Linked DNA regions of Mus musculus: regions 2, 3, 4, 5 and 6 are each linked to region 1. A link is a contact called in public HiCAR-type, HiChIP or PLAC-seq and promoter capture Hi-C data. All regions are on one chromosome and are shown on one strand. The core of a region is the stretch at or near the end of the contact, and the rest is flanking DNA. Distances in the headings are between cores, read along the strand shown. Region 1 holds the start of Sf3a3 (splicing factor 3a, subunit 3). Region 2 overlaps Macf1 (microtubule-actin crosslinking factor 1). Region 3 overlaps Macf1 (microtubule-actin crosslinking factor 1). Region 4 holds the start of Ppie (peptidylprolyl isomerase E (cyclophilin E)). Region 5 holds the start of D830031N03Rik (RIKEN cDNA D830031N03 gene). Region 6 holds the start of Stk40 (serine/threonine kinase 40).

Evidence for each region. Promoter capture Hi-C pulls out the DNA fragments that hold promoters and counts their contacts. HiCAR-type assays count read pairs that join an accessible place to other places. HiChIP or PLAC-seq counts read pairs in DNA pulled down with a chosen protein or histone mark. Capture Hi-C pulls out chosen DNA fragments and counts their contacts.
Region 2: a contact with region 1 is called in a promoter capture Hi-C map of liver, with 3 times the contacts expected there. The contact joins the enhancer-like site here to the promoter of Sf3a3 in region 1. A contact is called at or near these places in 4 of 39 promoter capture datasets (the 3T3-L1 cell line, cranial neural crest, hippocampal neurons and 1 more) and 1 of 115 datasets of contacts at active chromatin or transcription factors (stem cell-derived neural progenitor cells).
Region 3: a HiCAR-type map of embryonic stem cells shows a contact between it and region 1, with 5 times the contacts expected there. The contact joins the enhancer-like site here to the promoter of Sf3a3 in region 1. A contact is called at or near these places in 2 of 39 promoter capture datasets (cranial neural crest and pre-B cells) and 4 of 115 datasets of contacts at active chromatin or transcription factors (bone marrow-derived dendritic cells, bone marrow-derived macrophages, embryonic limb bud and 1 more).
Region 4: a contact with region 1 is called in a promoter capture Hi-C map of adipose tissue, with 4 times the contacts expected there. The contact joins the promoter of Ppie here to the promoter of Sf3a3 in region 1. A contact is called at or near these places in 1 of 39 promoter capture datasets (liver), 1 of 484 Hi-C or Micro-C datasets (B cells) and 1 of 9 other capture datasets (adipose tissue).
Region 5: a contact with region 1 is called in a promoter capture Hi-C map of hippocampal neurons, with 4 times the contacts expected there. The contact joins the promoter of D830031N03Rik here to the promoter of Sf3a3 in region 1. A contact is called at or near these places in 2 of 39 promoter capture datasets (the 3T3-L1 cell line and hippocampal neurons), 1 of 484 Hi-C or Micro-C datasets (uterus) and 1 of 115 datasets of contacts at active chromatin or transcription factors (large pre-B cells).
Region 6: an H3K27ac HiChIP or PLAC-seq map of large pre-B cells shows a contact between it and region 1, with 4 times the contacts expected there. The contact joins the promoter of Stk40 here to the promoter of Sf3a3 in region 1. A contact is called at or near these places in 2 of 39 promoter capture datasets (both in liver), 5 of 484 Hi-C or Micro-C datasets (B cells, CD4 T cells, Th1 cells and 2 more) and 3 of 115 datasets of contacts at active chromatin or transcription factors (extraembryonic endoderm stem cells, large pre-B cells and pancreatic cancer cells).

The regions. Positions count from the first base shown.
Region 1 is chr4:124,713,187-124,716,234 of GRCm38.p6, forward strand. It overlaps Sf3a3 (splicing factor 3a, subunit 3), which reads left to right and starts at 1,675. Exons shown (of 17, transcript NM_029157.3): 1 at 1,675-1,804; 2 at 2,083-2,130; 3 at 2,466-2,518; 4 at 2,624-2,729. The coding sequence starts at 1,709.
Region 2 is chr4:123,454,000-123,457,189 of GRCm38.p6, forward strand. It overlaps Macf1 (microtubule-actin crosslinking factor 1), which reads right to left. Exons shown (of 98, transcript NM_001199136.1): 44 at 2,232-2,750; 45 at 1,359-1,535; 46 at 995-1,118. Among named protein-coding and RNA genes, the nearest start is that of D830031N03Rik, 44 kb to the left of the region's middle. Within about 2 kb of position 1,447, at least 11 of the 459 cell types and tissues checked have an H3K27ac peak or open chromatin away from gene starts, as enhancers often do.
Region 3 is chr4:123,668,313-123,671,256 of GRCm38.p6, forward strand. All of the region lies in intron 1 of Macf1 (microtubule-actin crosslinking factor 1), which reads right to left. It overlaps Gm12925 (predicted gene 12925), which reads left to right. Exons shown (of 4, transcript NR_136925.1): 3 at 312-403; 4 at 2,607-2,898. Among named protein-coding and RNA genes, the nearest start is that of Gm12925, 3.9 kb to the left of the region's middle. Within about 2 kb of position 1,564, at least 39 of the 459 cell types and tissues checked have an H3K27ac peak or open chromatin away from gene starts, as enhancers often do. A contact at or near this core is called in embryonic stem cells, where this site is marked.
Region 4 is chr4:123,138,503-123,141,588 of GRCm38.p6, forward strand. Ppie (peptidylprolyl isomerase E (cyclophilin E)) reads right to left here and starts at 1,449. Exons shown (of 10, transcript NM_019489.6): 1 at 1,400-1,449; 2 at 364-462. The coding sequence starts at 1,430.
Region 5 is chr4:123,409,930-123,413,205 of GRCm38.p6, forward strand. It overlaps D830031N03Rik (RIKEN cDNA D830031N03 gene), which reads right to left and starts at 1,982. Exons shown (of 1, transcript NM_001167918.1): 1 at 1-1,982. The coding sequence starts at 778. The region is part of intron 57 of Macf1 (microtubule-actin crosslinking factor 1); the gene reads right to left.
Region 6 is chr4:126,102,528-126,105,807 of GRCm38.p6, forward strand. It overlaps Stk40 (serine/threonine kinase 40), which reads left to right and starts at 1,430. Exons shown (of 11, transcript NM_028800.3): 1 at 1,430-1,619.

The sequences.
Region 1 (3,048 bases), core at 425-2,924:
CGACCACCTGGCCAGAGTCCCTTGTGTTGATGCTGAAACCCAGTGCCTTGGAGTGTGTGTGTGTGTGTGTGTGTGTGTGTAAGTGTATGTGTATGTATGTTTGTGTGAATGTGTGTGTATATATGTGTGTGTGTATATATGTATGTGTGTGTATGTGTGTATATGTGTGTGTGAATGTGTGTGTGAATATGTGTGTGTATATATGTATGTGTGTGTATGTGTGTGTATATATATATGTGTGTGTGTATATATGTGTATATGTATGTGTGCATGTGTGTGTATATATGTATGTGTGTGTATGTGTGTGTGAATGTGTGTGTATGTATTGTATGTGTATGTATATATGTATGTGTGTATGTGTATGTTTGTATGTGTTTTGTTTGTTTGTTGTTTTGAGATAGAGTCTTATCACATAGCTCAGGCTGAACTTGAACTTGTTCTCCTCTTGCCTCCATCTCCTAAGCGCTAGGATCACGGGTGTGAGCCACTTTGCATTGCGCCGATGCCTCTTTCCTGGTGCATGCACTGTCACACACTTGTAATCCCAGCTCTCTATACTGATTCACTCTCTGCCCCTACTCTGTTTGTTTGTTTGTTTGTTTGTTTATGTTTCGTTTGGTTTGGTTTCATGAGACTGGATCTCTATGCAGCCCTGGCTGTCCTGGAACTCACTATGTAGACCAAACTGGCCTAGAACTCACAAAGATCTGTTTGCCTCCACCTTCTGCCTCTTCTGCCTCTGCTTCTTCCTCTTCCTCCTCTTTTAAGGAAAGGCAGTCTAGATTTCATTTTCTAAGCCATACAGTGGCTAGGTGTGGTGGCTCATACCTGTAATTCCAGCAAGTGGTAGGCGAAAAGCAGAAAAATAAAGAATTACATGGAATTGGGGCTGGTGAGATGGCTCAGTGGGTAAGAGCACCCGACTGCTCTTCTGAAGGTCGGAAGTTCAAATCCCAGCAACCACATGGTGGCTCACAACCACCCGTAATGAGATCCGATGCCCTCTTCTGGTGTGTCTGAAGACAGCTACAGTGTACTTTACATATAATAAATAAATAAATCTTTTAAAAAAAAAAGAATTACAGAGAATCAGAAGTTAACCTGTGCTGAACAGCAAGCATATCATTGCTTGAGTGTACCACGTTTTTCTTAAAGACTCCTCTGCCAATAAACAAAGGTTGTGTTCAAATATGTATGAGTTTTATTAAGAACAAACCCACCACCATCTCCACTTTACTGACAAACACACTAAAGTCCAGACAAGGGGAAAACATCACCAGAGGTCACACACTGAAAACTACTGCTGCTTCCAGTTCCCCTTTCCGTTCTGTATCCTTCAACTTATCCGTTCCTGCTAGTGTGTCCCTGCCGGCCCAGCTTTCTGCAGCAAGCCCCGGGCAAGCCAGCTGTCTCTCAACCTCAGCCTACAGGATTCTTGCAGGCTTCTTAGAGACAGCCAGCTTTCAACGCGGAGGCAGCGCTCCTTCAGACCCCCAGCCAGCAGGGGGAAGCGTAGCCACGGTCGCGGATAGCACCCGCTTGCTCTCTTCGTGGTGTTCCTTTTTTCTTGAGTCCCCCAAGACACTTCCGGGACACGCGGAACTTTGGTGCAGCCGGATGCTGCGCGCTGAGACGCTGGCTGAAAGGCGGCAGGCGGTGTTTCCGGCAGTGTTAGTGGTCCGCCTTGAAACGCCGTGGCCAAGGGAAAATGGAGACAATTTTAGAGCAGCAACGGCGCTATCATGAGGAGAAGGAACGGCTTATGGATGTTATGGCCAAAGAGATGCTTACGAAGAAGTCCACGGTGAGTGAGCCGTGGTCCGGGCCGCATCAGGAGGCGGGCCTGGGTCCTTTGCCGAGCCCTCGCGCTGTATTTGGCCTCGGAGCTTCTCTGCGCCCCATCCTCACCCTCCTCCTAAGCTGGCTCGGCACTCTGGCCTCGTTAACGTCCTCCGAGGGCCCCTCAATCTTCCTGCTTCAGCCCCTGGGACCTAAACCAATAAGCGCATCACCCCTCGGGTGCTCTTTCCAACTGCTAAACTCAAAGTAACAACGTATGTGTTACCGTTTGCCTTTCTGCAGCTTCGGGACCAGATCAATTCCGATCACCGCACTCGGGCCATGCAAGATGTGAGTGCGCCGCCGTCCGCTTCCCCTGGGGTCGGGCTGGGCGGGAAAAGTGCAGGCTGGGAAGGTTGAGTGGCCCTGCGTGATTTCTACCCCTGAGTTCTTAGACAAGCCCCTCTAGGGTACCTAATCAGATGTCCTATCTCTGCCTCCCAAGTGCTGGGATTAAAAGTGTATGCAACCACCTCGGGATCAAGCTGTCTCTTAAAAGTGGTGGAACTTTGAAGACCATGTATCTCATGAGTTTTCCTTGGGTTTTGCCAAGACATCCTTTCTTGTTTACTTAGCCCTGTGGTACAAATTTGCTTCATTCTGATGGCTTTGCGCTTCTGTTTCAGAGGTACATGGAGGTCAGTGGGAACCTGAGGGATTTGTATGATGATAAGGACGGGTAAGTGACGGTCACATCCCTTCTAACAATTAGTGCTTTTGAGGAGCCCTGGTGAGACCATGGGCTGTGTGCTTTATGCTCTTCGGGTTTGTTGATATCTTGCAGACTGCGGAAGGAGGAGCTCAATGCTATCTCAGGACCCAACGAGTTCGCTGAATTCTATAACAGACTCAAGCAGATAAAGGAATTCCATCGGAAGCACCCAAATGAGGTAAGGCCTCCCAACTTAGTGTCCTTAGACCTGGCCGTTAACAAAAGGGAAAGATGCAAAGGAAATGGAGCTATGCCATGTAGATGTCACTCCAAGAAAGAACGTGCCACTTCACTGCATGTTAAGTGACATCCTCTTGGCATCCCTCTGCAGTAAGAGAACACGGTGAAGCACTAGGGCTGCTTCACAAGAATGTCTCCTACTCAATATACTGTGCACCTAGCTCTGCCCTGAAATCTACCAACACAGTGGTGCTCTGTTCACTTGCAGAGGTCGTTACCCCTTCAGGATTCATGTCCAATGCCAGCTTTTTCGTAAA
Region 2 (3,190 bases), core at 197-2,696, 1.3 Mb before region 1:
AAATATTTTCCTTTATAAGTTGCCTTGGTCATAGTTTTTTATCACGGTAGGTAACTAAGACACAGGGTTACTAGTTAGGATTTAACAAAGGCCATAAGCTCTCCAGCCTGTCTCCTTCCCTCTCCCACCCACCTGTTGTAAGTAAATCTGATAAGTTTTTTTTGGTATGCAAATTATATTTAAGATACACACATATTATAGAATGACTATATCATGTTAGTAACATAGCTAGCTCACATACTTAGCACTTTTCAAGCTGAGAACTTTAGTAATTTTCAAATACATAATGTACTGACTAAAGCCTCTGATGTACCACTGATGAAATCTTGAAAGATAAATAGGATTTCATCATTCATGGAGAATACAATGAAATAAATGTCAGTTAAGAAACAGGAGAAATATCAAAGGCAGTAAAACTCGGGAATAGCAAGTTTCCTTATAAAGTGAAAGAAACAGAGTTCAATGACAGCAGGTACTGAAAGGGTTAAAGCCATAGAGTGAAAGCCATGGAAAGTGTAGTAACAGAATTCACTGGAAAGTGAGCTATTTCATGACATCTTATACATGTATGTTGCGTGTAGCTTTTGCTACCCTGCCTTGTGTTCTTGGTGGGTCACATGCTTGCACCTGCCTAGGAGTTATGCTGGATCTGTGGATTGAAGAAACACACGCATACGGACGCACTCACAGGACAGTTATTCTCAAAATGCCTTGGCTAACAACAACTGGGCATACCTAATTTGTCCCCTGCTACACCAGCCATTAGCCAACATCTTTATTGATGGATCAAGAACCAACTCGGGAAGAGGACCTTCAGCATCAGTACGTGCAGATTCCGGATTATATCAAAGTATCAGAATCGCCCCCTACAAATGTATGTCCCCTGCCCTGAGCTTAGCGCTCTGGATATCTAACTGTTCATACAGTTTGCTACATACTACAAAAAAAAAGATCACACTACTCCTAAGGGGAGGAGTACTGTGCTGCTTCGTACCTGTAGTTTCTTGAATAGGCCTACAGTCCAGGGCTGGCTCTCCTTCAATGTCCAGTAGGTCATGAGCTGCTTTTTGAAGCTTTTCTACAGGTACTTGGTGTTCAGCCAATTCTTCCTGTAACTGCTGCTTGCCCAAAACAACAGCAAAAAACAAAACAAAACAAACAATCAAAAAAAAAAAACCCAAAAACAAAACAAAGAATTTATGAATCTGGTCTTGCCTAAGACATTTCCAACTAATGTATTTTTAGTAGTATTTACTTTTATCAGTTCCCTCTAAGCCATGAAATATAAGATCTTGACACACACACACACACACACACACACACACACACACACACACACACGGTCTGAATCTGCCTACCTTTGTTGTTGCAAGCTGCTGTTGCAGGACTCCGGGGTCAGAGGCAACTGTGTCTGAGAGAAGCTTCCCCACGCTGGCCTCACAAGTCAACACCCAGGCCTGCAGGCTGTCAGCGCTGCTCTGGAATTGCTGATACTGGCCTAGCAACATGCTCAGATGAGAGCCCAATCGTATACACTAAGCCAAAGAAATAAAAATGTCAAAGGCAGCAGCTTCTAGAATAGAGTCCAAAGAAAGAGCCTTTCCTAGGTACAGAGAACTGACTGCAACTTTACACAATGATTTAACTGTCTACAAGCAGGATCACCAGTATTTGTACTGTATACTTCATCTCACTCATCCCCAGGAAGACTTAATGATTTGGATGACACACCACCAGAGAAATACACAGCAGACTACAGGCAAAAGTAAGGACTTAAAAGTGGAAAAATGTTCCTTTTGGGAGATTAGATGTTGACAGAAAGATTAAGTGTGGTGTGTAATTCTAAACTTTAGGAGAAATTTTGTTTGTTTTTTGGATTTTCAGGAAGAAATTGTCTAAGAACAAATTGTCTATGAAAAAAGACTGAAGTTGGCTTAAATTTTGCTGTGCTATATCTCTTATAAGTCCAAGATATTGGCAGATGAGCACTTCTATCTCCACCAATGATGTGACACATATTCCCAACATTAACAGGACTAGGTGTTAGACCATGGACCCACAGAGTCTGAATTTCTATTTATAGCTGATGAAACCCATTTTCCTTTGGTTCACATACACTGTCTTATGACTCATATTTTGAGCCTTAGAAATTACCCACGGCTGTTTGAGGACAGCCATAGTTGTTTCCCTGGAGGTTGATTGGAGGGGGTGGGGATGGGGGTCTTTCTTACCTTAGAGTGGAGAGTGGTGTATCTTTCTGTTGCATCCTTCAGTTTTTCATTCACTAAGTTTCTGGTAGCTGATGGCTCTTGGCCTTCCTCAAAATTGTTTTCTGTTTCTAAGACTTTCTGCCCTGAGATAGTCACAAATCTCAAGTCTCCTTTGTGGGAAATGACATCCTCAGAGAAGCTTCCTTGCCGCTTTAGCAAGGAGTTCAGAGCTTCAGGACTGCTGCCTCCCTTATGCATACTATCCAGCTCATTCTCAGATTGTTGTAGCCAGTTTTCAAATTCCTTGTGGTCTTGCAGGAACTTCTGCAGTTCATCTCGTAGAGCCTGCGTCTGCTTCAGCTCTGCCTCTGACCGGGCAAGGGAGGCTGCATATTGCTCCTTAAGCTCACCCAGCTTCTCCTGAAGCTTCTGTCGCTCCTCAGGTGTGAGATTGTGACTGTGTTGGTCCAGGAAGGACTGAACTGACTGGGTGGCCACAATGAAATTCTGCTGCTGAGACAGCAATTCTTGGTGACGAGCCTGGTAGTAAACAACCCCAAAGACCATTAATAGGAAAATGTGAACAATTTGGTTATATTACAACTAGAGGTAGATATGCTGGAGGTAGAGTGGACAAGGAACCATAGTAAAAATATGGATTTAATATGGAAGGTAAAAGAAATTCATGGACACAACTTCTTAGAAATAAGATGAGTTAATATGGGACAGTGATGTATGTAATATATATATATATATCTATATCTATCTATCTACCTATCTCTCTCTCTCTCTCTCTCTCTCTCTCTCTCTCTATATATATATATATATATATATATATATATATATATATATACACATACATACATACACACACACACACACACACACACACACACACACACACACACACACACATATATATACACACACACATATATTGATGTCAACTGAAGATAAATACATACATGGAATTTGTCAAT
Region 3 (2,944 bases), core at 314-2,813, 1.0 Mb before region 1:
GACCTCTGGAAGAGTAGTCAGTGCTCTTAATCGCTAAGCCATCTCTGTATCCCCTTCTTTTTTCATTTTTTTGTTTTTGTTTTTGTTTTTGGTTTTGGTTTTGGTTTGGTTTGGTTTGGTTTGGTTTTTCGAGACAGGGTTTCTCTGTATAGCTCTGGCTGTCCTGGAACTCACTTTGTAGACCAGGCTGGCCTCCAACTCAGAGATCCACCTGCCTCTGCCTCCCGAGTGCTGGGATTAAAGGCGTGCGCCACCACACCCGGCTTTTTTTTTTTTCTTTTTTAAAATGTGTTTGTTTGTTTGTTTTGCAGCAGTGGCTTCCCTGGAACTCTCAATGTAGACCAGGCTGGCCTGGAACTAACAGAGATCACCTGCCTCTGACTCCTGGATACTGGTATTAAAGGTATTCAACACCATACCCAGCCGCCTTTTATTGTGGGACAGTATCTCTCTAAATTGCCCAGGCCAGCTTTGAACTTGCAATTCCCCTGTTAGCCTCTCTGCTTAAGGATAATTCATTTACGAGCCTCCTGGGTGCCTGAGACTACAAGCCTGTGCCACCACACTGCCTCTTTTCTTTCTTCCATATTACATTTTTATTTCTTTTTCATGCATTTTGATGTGTATGAATGCCAAGGCATAGGCACGGAGAGGAGGTGACAAGGTGTGAGCACTGGTTCTCTTCATCAACCCTTATTCTTGTTTCTTTGAGGCAGGGTCTTTCTCACTTCTTCCTTTGAAAGTTTCCAAAAGCTGCTCTTGACCCTGAGGTCCTTTTGCCTCAGCCTCAGTTACAGGCATGCACTGCCAGCTTGCCTTTTTTTTTTTTTTAAGTAGTTTTTTTTGTTTTAATTTTATATGCAGGAATGTTTTGTCTGCATGGATGTATGTGTACAAAATAGTGCCTACAGAAATCCGAAGAGAGCTTTGAATCCCCTGAAACTGGCAATGCAGATGATTGTGAGACACCACGTGCATGCTGGGAATTGAATTGGGTCCTCTGCAAAAGCAGCCAGTGCTCTTAGCCACTGATCCATCTCTCTAGCTCTGACCAGCTTGTCTTTCAGCCTTCCTATAGCATTAGCTCGGTAAGCCCTGGGGCTTTTGTATGTGAGGGTGCCTGAGGTCCTCAGCATATGGCAAACAACACTGTATATTTAGGACACTCTTGAATGTTTAAAATTTTGATCGACTACAAAATAAATGAGTGAATGAGACAGACGATCTTAAAATACTGAGCTGTCTGTGGCTTTTGACTAGGCTACAGTATTTAAAAACTTTGGGCTGGGTTGTAGCTCAGTGGTAGAGTACGTCCTTAGCATGCAGAGAGCTTCATTCAGTCCCAGCTCAAGCAGACACACACACTCACACAAATAGTATATTTATTTCTCATGGCCTCATACTTTGTGGGCAGCATTTTCCCCAGAACCAAACTCTAATCCTTTGCCTAAAAAATCCACTCCCTGCATCTCCAACTCCTGAAAGCCTAGAGGGAAACTCCTGGCAGCGCATGAAGCCGGTTTTAACTGGCCCAGGCAGCTCTTTTTAACAACCCCACCTTTTAGCTGAGTGGGAGTCAAGCAGGCCTGTAAGCCCAGCGTGTAATCCAGAGGCACGTGGGTCTCCGTAAGTTTGAAACCAGCCTGGTATACAAATCGAGTTCCAGGACAGCCAAGGCTGTTACATGGAGAACCTTGTTAGTTCAGGAGCTGGGTGTCATGGTACATGCCTTTAATACCAGCACTCCTGAGGCACTCTCAGTGTGCCAGCCTGGTCTACATAGTTCCAAGACAGCCAGAGTTACATAGTTAGACGCCATCTCACAAAACAAAACAAACCAAGCAAGCAAACAAACAAGCAGACAGTATTTACTCAGTGGTCAAGAACTGGAGCTACTTCATATTCAGAAAGAGGGAAGTGCGAAATCCTGTCCCCGTCCCCTCCTCAACCTCTAGGAGACTTCCTTCCAACACTTCATCAACTTGGCTTAAGCAGCTCTATTTTCTGTGTGTGAACTGATGCTCTATAAATACATCTGCTAGTAAGGTGTGATGTGTGTGAGTGTGTGTGTGTGTGTGTGTGTGTGTGTACTCTATTCCTCTTTATGGCACTATCTGCTGTGTCTTACATGGTGTGTCTTTTACATTCCCCTGTAGAAATTGGTAGCAGGAGCAGCAGGGACTGCTCAGATTGATCATTTGGTTGGAAGCAAACGGCCAGGTTCTAGTCTCAGTCTTAGGAGTCCCACCTCTAGGTCAGTCCCTCCCCCTTTGGCCAGTCCTAGACAAAGTTGCTTTCTGCCTTGGAAACCTAAGTTTTACCCTAAGTCCCTTAGTCTCCTCAGGGCAGCTAGACTTTGCCTGCCTCTTGTGCTATCCTCTTCTGCTATAAAAGTGCAATATCCCTCATCTCAAAAGCCTGGATGGTGCCAGCCACCCAGGAAGAAGGTTCCCTGCCACCCAGCAGCCCATCACCATAGCAACCCTCAAAATGGTTACCCAGATGGCTGGGTAACCATAGCAACTGGCCAAGTCTCACCTTCTTAGCCTCTCCCTAGGCCTTCTCTGACTTCTCAGAGTCACTGCCATCTCCCATCCTCCCTCCAGAGAACAAGAGGAAGGACCCTCAACAAGAAGCTGTCCCAAAGAAGTGTGGAATGCCTCAGCCACCCAGGCCTGTCTTCACAGAGTGCATAGAAAGGATGTGAAGACACTCGTGAACCATGAAGTGCTACACACATGTTTCTGGTCATTATCTTACTAAGCACTGTAAAGGCAGTAGTTGCCTTAGGCAGAGCTAGAATCCTTCCCAGTTTGGCCCCTTGCTGGCTGAGAGACCTCAGGCGAGGTCCTGAACTCTCCAGGTGTCTGTCTGTTTACTATAGAACATCAGCTTCTTAAACTCAGTTTGACCATTGTGGTTCACAACAGCATGCACCACACAA
Region 4 (3,086 bases), core at 199-2,698, 1.6 Mb before region 1:
GAGTTTAAAGATCTTGCTATTCCCACCCTGTCTCTCTCCTCTCTGCCCCTCTGCCTCTCTGTGTGTGTCTCTGCCCCTCTGCCTCTCTGTGTGTGTCTCTGTGTGTGTCTCTGCCCCTCTGCCTCTCTGTGTGTGTCTCTGTGTGTGTCTCTGCCCCTCTGCCCCTCTGTGTGTGTCTCTGTGTGTGTCTCTGCCCCTCTGTGTGTGTCTCTGTGTGATTAGTGCTGGGAACTGAAACCAAAGCCTCATATGGTGGGCAAGAATTCTACTAGAACTTAAGAATGTAAATTTAGAACTGGAATGTGACTTTAATTCTTTCCCTATCGGAGGGTAATGAGCGTTAAAGACACTCAAATGACCCACCTGTTTCATAGTCCAGAGGAATTTGAATATCTGTGATGTCTCCAAAGGGGATAAATGCAGCATGAAGAACCTTGTCGTCCACCTCTTCTGCCAGCCCGCCTGCAAATGAGCCAAGGACCTTCTGAGCCGCTGTCCTACACACTCAGAGGTCCCTGCACACCAGGGACTTTGCCTGTCACTGGTATGACAGGCAAAGGGAGGGATCTTTCCATCCAGTCCTTTGTCTACACAAACATCTCTCTCTACAGCCTACCCACACTACTTTCCTTTCTTCAATCTCCTTTTAAACAGTTCTGATTCGATCTCCAACTCTTGTGAAAGCTTTGTAACTGACCTCTCTGCCTCAATTCCTTCCTCCAACCGCCCCCCCCCAACCAAATATAAGTGGAAATGAATCCATCGGTTCTCTTAGACTTCAAAGTCTTAAATGTCACTGTCCTCAAGATAAAGTGAGAGCTCCTTGGTAGTGTACACAGGGTTATCATCCGACTCTCGCCGATCTCTCTTGTATCTTCCATTTTGTTTTCCCCAATTTCCCTGAGTTTCTCGAAAAATGACCCAGCTGCCCCTAGGCGCCAGGCTCTTTTACGCCTTTGAGCTTCGGCTCCGGTGCAGCGAACAGCTTTGCCTCTACTCTGACTCTTTGCCCAACTCCTGCTCAACTTCTGCGTCCCGGCAACAGAAAGTTTGCCCTCACCCAAGTTCCTGTCATCATTGTTAGTCCCTATTACAACGCTAGGGTGTGTAGGTTATTTCCCACTTTCTCCTAGATAGTCTGGTAACTCCTCCTTTAGGGCAGAGATCCAGCCATTCCGCACTGAATGTTTGTAAAACGAATGGGCGGGAGGGATTTGGAAGCCCAAAATTCTTGTCACTCGTCGGGGTTCCTGTGCGCTTAGTGGACTAGGAAGGTCGCCGGAATTGTCCTTCCATCTCGGGCTCACACCCTCAGGCCCAGCAAGCCCTCCATAGACCCCGGCTGCTTTCCCCCTTTCCCACATTGCTCAGACTAAGTCTAGCTCCCGCGCCTGCTCACCCACGTACAGCACACGCTTGGTGGTGGCCATCTTGCTCGCGCCCGTTTCCGCCGGAAGCCGGCACTCGGCCGGCCCCCTCGCCGTCGCCCCTCCCCTTAGGTCGGGGCGGGTCTTTGTGCGGCTGCAGGCTCCGCCCCTTCTTGGCTGTAGCTCCCAGAGCTGGAAGGAAACAAACCTTGGTCTGATCAACCTAGATATTAACGGCAATTGAACCATTACCAACACACTATGGTCCGGGCTGTCCAGGCAGCTGTTTTTGGCCAATTCGGGAGCCAAGAACGGTTTTTACACTTTGAACCGGGGTGAGGCGAAGGATCGACAATATTTCTTGAGAGATGAAAATTATATGAAATTAAAATTTCAATATCACGAAGTTTAATTGTTAGAGTATAGCCACATCCGTTCCTTTTCTATTGTCTGGCTGCTTTCATGTTACAAAGGGAAGAGACCTGTTCCTCCCACGGCCATTGATATTTTACCATCTGGCCCTTTGGGCAAAGTGTTTGCTATACTCTTGTTCTAACGTAATATTTAAATTTATAGGTTCTCAATAGCAGTACAAAACAGTAGGATCACATTTGTTTGCTTGTTAGAGTATCCCACTATGCCTTCCAGATCTCAGCCTCCCCAGTGCTGAAATCCCAATTGAATACCACCAACCTACCTCAAATAGAAATTTAACAAGTTTTATTTTATGTATTTATTTTGAGACTGGATCTTCCTATGTAGTCCTGAATATCTTGGAATTCACTATGTAAACCAGGCTGACCTTGAACTTACAGAGATCTCTTCCTGAGGGTTGGGACTAAAAGCATATACCACCACAGGAAGCTTTGCTGTATTGTTAAAGGGCTCTAGCAGGCCCAAGCTTGGTAAGCACAGGTGTGGCAGGCCTTGTCCTTCTCCCCATTCCCTCTGCCTTGCTAATAAACAAACAAACAAACAGGGTTATATTCCTAAAGCTAGCCGTAGGCCAAATAAGGTCTATTCCCTTATTTGGCCTCCTCCTGAGGATGATCACCAAGGTCCAGCTATCAAAGTATTAAAGTTCAACAATTGTATTAGTCAGGGTTCTCTAGAGTCACAGAACTGTGGGTAGTCTCTATATAGTAAAGGAATTTAATCTTAATCTTTGATCTCCCTGTCTTAATCTTCTGAAATCCATAGCCACTATGCCTCAAGATCTCCATACTGAGATCCAGGTCAGAAACTTCTATCTCTCAGCCTCCAGATTAGGGTCACTGATGAGCCTTCCAATTCTGGATTGTAGTTCATTCCAGATATAGTCAAGTTGACAACCAGAAATAGCCACTACAACAGTCAAATCCCCCCTTGGCCTACCCTAATTAATACGGTCAACCAAAACATGACCACCACATCCTAGCCATTCTATCACAGATTCCCCTCTTTTTCCTCTTAAAAAAACATCACACCCACAAGGTCATTTGCTGCTGCTGTCTGCCTGAGCGGAGAACAGTCACTTTCCCCTGCTCAGTAAAGGATCTCTCTATGGAAATAGGTGTTTGAGTGTGGTTTGTGCCTAACCCAGTGTTCAAGAGGGAACACTGTGTGCGGGTCCCTTCAGTTACGGTGCTGGAGATCAGACGTAGAGCTGAAGACCATTCCTCGGCAAATATTCTACCACTGATCCATATCCTCAGCTACTGTAGGCAGAGCATTTAGATT
Region 5 (3,276 bases), core at 732-3,231, 1.3 Mb before region 1:
TGGGCCAGGTTGCACTTGAGAATCTGTGCTCCTGCATTTCATCTGTGTTACCACTTGCTGCTGCAGCTTCTGAGCCCAGAGGCTGGAATTCATGGGGAGAGCTCTCACTGTGCTGTTGGAATTTGAAGTCCTGGCAGTCTCTCAAATTTTTTACATTTTGCACTTCTGGAATATCTACAGATTTGGACATGTGTTCCAAAGTAACGGACTCAGACTGAGGTTCCCTGTGGTCAAAGTGACCAGAACTTTCTGTCAATGCAGAACTGGATTCTTTTTTCTCTTGCAAGGAAGGATTTGAAGCTCCAGCTTCTGATACTTCACTGAGAGAAGCCTCCATCCTTTCTGCAAATTCTGGGAAGTTGGGTGGCATGAAGGACTTCCACGATCTCCTGTTAACATTATCTTTGCGTTCTGCATTTGGCCGACGTCTGGGTGGCACGGGTGCTGACTTCTGCACATCACTGCTTAGCTTTAATGCATCAAATATTATCCTCTCATCCAGCTTCTTGCCTTCTGGTCCTCTAGCTTCAAAAACATTAGATGATGCTCCTAATGTACCATTGCTGGATATGGTACTTCCTTCCATCTTCTCCATGGTGCTTTTTGACGTCTGATTAAGTTTTGACCCCTGGTCAATCTGTTCATTTATCCTCATTGTATCGTATATAGACCGCTGTGGAACATAGCAATCTTCTATATAGCCATCCTCATCTTCCCCTTTACCCAGGCAGGTAGGGTTCCGCCTTAAACAGTCTGGCCTGCTAAGTGGCTTACCCATACTTTTTCAATAAAGATGAACCATCAATCTTTCAAAAGTTTTTTTTCCCCGCCACGGGTTCTCTCAAAATACATTCTACATGAATTGTAAGTCCTCTTACATGTTTATACTCCAAACCACCAATTGCATCTGCCTTTCAGAAAGATCTGGAAGTTCCCAATTTGAAACCATTTTGGGAGAAACTCTAATAAGACAAACAGGTTTTCCCTCACAGGCTAGCAGCCTCATAACTGCAGAAAGACAAATGATATTATTTAATCAATAAACATAAAACAAATACTTGTATGGCTTCTGGTTTTACTTTTCTAAAGCCCTTTCAAATTCAGTCAGCAAAAAAATCGTTTGATATTGACAAGTCTTATTCAATATCTAGTTTCACTCGATTCGCACCAAAGCTGAGTTGGAAGCAGAAAATGTATACCAACTATGTCCTTTATAACAATGGCACACCCTCTCTAGCCTTCAAGTATGGTCCAAGCTCCTAAGAATTCCTTTCATTTTATCCTGTGTTCAGCCCTAAAGAGTCCAGCTGGTCTGAATTAGCCATTCGTCCTCTCTAGTTGGGTGTTTGCATTTGAACAGGGCTGGTCAGCGGATATTCCTGCAACTTTAAACACAGGAAGTCCTTCATTCGGGGCCAGCTTGGGGCTTCCTGTCTCCAAAACATCATGGCATTGTTGTGGCTTCCAAGCCAACACTGTATCGTGGCCGCAAAACAAGGCGAGTGGAGGCCCACGCTGGGCCTTTCAGAAGGCGGGCAGGCTGCGGCAGCGGCCAAGAGGCAGTCTGGACTCACTTAGCACCGCCCGCAAACCCGCGCCATGCCTCGCGCCCCGGAGGGCCAGGGTCGCCTCACCGCAACCTTGCAGGTGGCTCCCGGCGGGCCGGCCTTGGGTCTAGCGCTCAGGAAGTTAGTTTGTCCCTCCGGCAGCAGTAAGTCCCGTGTCCTGTGGGCGCCGCCTCCCCGGCCACTGCAGGTCCCCGGCCCCCAGCCGCCGCGTCGTGGGCTGCATGACAAGCAGTCGCCTCTTTTCTCCACCACGCCGCCGGCCCTGCAGCCGTCCTCCCCGCCCGCAGCTGTCACGGTCCCGGCATGCAAACTTCTGGCCGGGAACAAAAGGCTCCGCTCCGGCCGCACGAGGGGGGCGAGCCCGCCTCTCTCACGCCGCGCGGCCCGCTCACACGCCGCTGGCTGGAAGTGCTCGGGTGGCGGGCGGATCTCCTCCCCCTTCTAGCCCCGCCACAGCCGCTGCCCCGCCCGGGCAGCCCCCTTGGAAGCCCGGGAGCGCGCGGCGCCGACTGCTAGGGAGGAGGACGGGGGCGGGGCCTATAGGGAGCCCCGCCGGGAGGGGAGGGGGCGGAGGCAAGGATTGGAGGCCAAGGCGGCGAGGGAGGGGCTTCCCGGGGTTGGGGCGAGGGACTCCAGCTCATCCCGCACCCCCTCTAGCTCACTCCCTCCTCACCCACGGGAGTAATAGTGTCCCCGCCTGCGAGGGTGAGAGGAGAGGGGCAGTCCTGGTCATGCCGGGCAAATCCCCTGACAAAGGAAAGCCCCGCCCTCACAACGCTGGCCCGGCCCCTCCGCCCCCGCTTCTTTCCAACCGGCGGGATGGGAGCCCAGCCCAAGGGCGAACCCAGAAGGGGCGCCCCCGCCGCCCCCACTACCAGCCGGTAGTGGCTAGGGCCACTCGGGGGCCCCATCTGCCGGTAGAGACGTACGGGCTGGGGTGGGCGGTCTGCACTATCCTAGGCTCCAGCTTTGCCGCCAACGACTATCCCTGTATTTTTCCAATGTCACCTCTGGCGCTGACCAAAGAACAGGCTAGCCTTAAACACAGTCTTTTCTTGGCATGCCAAGGAATTAAGTTAGACTCAGGAACCAAGTTATTGGATAAACTCTAGGCACAGTTTCCCTTCTCAAGTATGTCAGATCTTGGCCCATTTCGCCACCTGGATTTCTCTGCTCAGACTTCAGCGGTCTTAATGACCGGAAAATGGGGTGCGGGTTGCAGGGCAGTGGAGACTCTAGCAGGAACAGCCCATGACCAACACCTGGATTGGCTATAACCGCTGTGCACGTCCAAGGAAATCTGAGCCTCTGAAGGGCTAGATGAAAAGCATGAGTTCATATTTCAAGTCTCAAGAATGAAAATATTAGAGAAATGTGTTACACAATCCTGCAAACTACGTTCTGGATTTTAGGAAAGCTATCTAGAGACCCTGTAATTGTTAAGAAAAGTACAAAGCAACCCAGAAGACTGCCTGCCAGAGGTAGCTTGCATCTCTTTGAGGTGTAATACTTGACTCCCTTTATGATGGTCCCTCGGATTTCATGAGGATGAAAAAGGTCAGTTAAAATGTACAAAGTCCTGTTGGCCCAAGTAGTTAATATAGATGATAAAACTTATGAGAAAGTTATTTCTACTCTTCACACAAACAGTAAATAAAACGAGTCACTGGTGTGTGGAGATTTGGCAGTGAAGCTTGGAGCTAAGCCT
Region 6 (3,280 bases), core at 180-2,679, 1.4 Mb after region 1:
GTCAAAGGCAGGGCTTCCGGAATCCTTTTTCTCCTCACTTTGTCAGAGAGAGGAGCAAAGTGGGCCGGCCTTCTGGATGCCTGCCTTTGAGTCACGTGCCTCCTAGAGGTTCCCCGACTGAGACCAGTGGGCATCTATAGGGTGTGGTTAGCTGGATGTGAAACTCCTTGGGTCCTCCCATGGTTGGTGTAATGTGTTATCCCCACTTGGGCAGCCAGGATTTACACTGAATTACCTAGTTTGTAAGTGATACAATGGGGATTCAAGCTCTAGCCTTTTTGGAACCCACGAAACTTTCTTCAAACCACAGCCCAGCCATTATTAGCTGGGTGTCACGGCAGAGGTTACCCTCTCTCTCTGAGTGCTACCTTCTGCATTTGTTAACAGGTCTCTAAAAGTGCCTCATTTTGCATAAGACAGGGCCTTAGGAGCTGGTATCATTACTAGTTATTCAGCATTATCTGCAGCTGAATGGCCACCAAGCCAATCAAAGACATTAAGAAAGGATTCAGGCTGGGACTTCATTATGAAGACCAGCCTTCGGTGTCCTAGCAGGGCTTAGTCGTGTCCACGTGTGTCTACACGTGGATCCAGAATGACCCAGGGGAGGGAAGAGTGTCATCAAGTACACTTGTTAACTCTGAGACAAAGGAGTGGGACTATGGCCGCTGGTACTGCTGCCACCGAGCCCTTCTGGCCGCTTCTACACGGCAGTGGACGGAAGCCAGGATTTTCGAGGGCCCCCAGTGAGTCACCAGACTGATGCAATCCCTTTAAAGGGCTCATCTGCTGGTGCAAGAAGCTGATTCATGGAGGGCGTGGCTGCTGAAGGAGGAGAAAGGACGGAAACTGGCAGGAGGGAGTGAGGTAGACAGCCGGCTGAAGTCGTTCATTGGAACTCTTCACTGCAATCTCCCTGGACAAGACTCTAGGGATGTCCAAGATGAACTTGGCCATCTTTGGGGTTTCTGAAGGGCCTAAAGTGAAATGAATTGTGACAGTAGCGACAGCCAATTCTTGACTTCTCTTGTACCCAACTTCAGCACTTTCCCACACAAATTTCCAGAAGCCGAGAAATGGGGAGCAAAGAAAGACTACTTTTCTAAAGAATGCAGTGCAGTTGGCGGGTTTTGCAACCACTTAGAGACGTCCCCAACCCCAGCAAGGAGAGCATAAGTCGGTGAGGTTCTGCAGAGCCAAGGCGGACCGGCGCCTCTGTCCCAGTCCCACTGTAGATGTAGATTAGCGGTAAGTACCGCCCCCTGACTGTCCAATCACTTTACAGATTTCGACCCAGACTCCACCCAGAACCAATTGGCGATCTTATCTGGGCTTCCTGCCTGAAGGCTTCCGCCCATCCTGAAGATGGCGCACCAACCCCAAACTCAGGCGAGGGGGCGGGAGGCGGGGCCGAGAGCCTATGCGTCACTTCCGTTGTCAGGTGGCGGCGCCGCAGCCATGGAGGGAGGCGGCGGCGGCAGCTCTGGCGGCTGCGCTGGGAGGCGGCGGTGAGCGGCTCCCACGCCCCCGGCCCGGCCCCGGCCCCCGGGACGGAGCGCCGAGCAGCCCCGACTCTGGGCTGCGGACTATGGGCAAGGAGCGCTGATTCCCCGGGAAAGGTGAGTTCGGGGTCCCGGGACGCGGAGCCGGGTGGGGGCTGCGTGCTGGCGGGGCGGGCCACCGTGGCGGAGGGACCCCGGTGACAGCCCGAAGCTGACCGGCGCGACCAGAACGGCTATAGTGAATTCCCCCTCCGCCACTGGAGGTCTGTCCTTCCCGGCAGCGGGGGCGTCGGCTGCCGGGAGCCTCGGTCTTTTGCCGCAGCCCTGGGAAATGGGCACTGCTCGCCTTGCCCAGACCCACTCAACCAGTCATCGAAGCAGCCGGCGTTTGGCCCGCTCTAGTTTTTCTCCCAGAGAGACCCGCTCCTCCTCTCCATGCTTCTCTCCTGACCTAGAGAGTGACTTGAAAGTTAGAACGAGTCCCCAAGGAGAGCCAGCCAAGGTTTTCCTCCTGGAGCCCTCACCCGTTGGCACCAACACCATCGCTGCTGGGGAATTTTCACATCCTGGGCGGCGTTCAGGTGCGAGTCACAGCAACCTGCTTGCCAGATCCACGTTGGGCCGGTCTTCACCGTGGGAGAGCTTGCTGTGGTCAGTGTTTCACCTGCCATCCTGGTCAGGCCCGCCCATTCCTACGATGCTTGGCCCCACCTTTCAATCTTGGGTAGGAGCTTTCGGATTCCCGGTGGCTTCTCCGTCCACCCCCACTCCCCCAGGTTGTTGGCAGAAGGAAGAGCTGACAGCCACCTTCGGTGGCAGGATAGACTTTGCTCTGTTTTAAGTCACTGGAGGAAACCGGTTGGCTTTGCTGGTTTTGAGAATCATTGAGGAAGAGGGTAGTCACGCTGGGCTGGGCGCCTTTCCCTCTCGGCTGAGTAGTTTTGCATGAGATAAGGAAGAGCAAAATCCTATAGCCCTTATTTATAAACAACGTTGTGAGTTCCTCCTTAAAGGCCCTGTTATTTGATTGTGGATTAGACTATCTCTGCCAGAGATAGTCCCCATTCATTCATTCATTCATTCATTCATTTTTCTCATAACAAAAGGGCCCTGCCTGTAGAGCCTAGTGCTGTGTAGTATTCGTAGGCTTTGGAGGCTCACTCCTTAAAGCCTGGGATTAAAAGTGTGTGTCAACCTTGCTCTGGACTCCTTAAATTCAGATTCTGGTGCCGCTGCTTTCTGGTTGCCCGACCTTGGGTCATTTGTATTCGTCCTCATTTGCAAACCACTGGCCATGGTAAAAAGAGTCATTATGGAGAGTTGCGCTAACACCTAATAAAGAGGTTCTTATCCGAACTAGTTCACTGTCCAGCTAGAGGAAACTGACCTGCAAGCAGATAGGTGAAATGTGATCTACAAAAGCAACAGAAACTGAATGCTGAGGGAGCCCAGTGGGGAAGCTGCTAGCTCAGTCTGGGAAGCCTGAGCAGTAGTGACAGGAGGATAGTGACTGGAAGGACAGAAAGGGGGAGGGAGGCTTAGTCATGTAAAATGGGAGATGCTATTTGGAGAGAAGTACAGAGAGTCAGAGAGAGACAACCTTAGCTGTGTCAGTAGAGTGGTATGGAAGCCGACAGGGCACAAAGTAAAGCAATATAAGTTAATAAAAAAAAATGAACATCTCATGGATCATTTGGAACTTTGTGTCTAGTGCACAAGAGGCCAGTAAGCTTTTAGCTGAGGAGTGACAGGACTAGATCTGTATCTTAGATCGCATT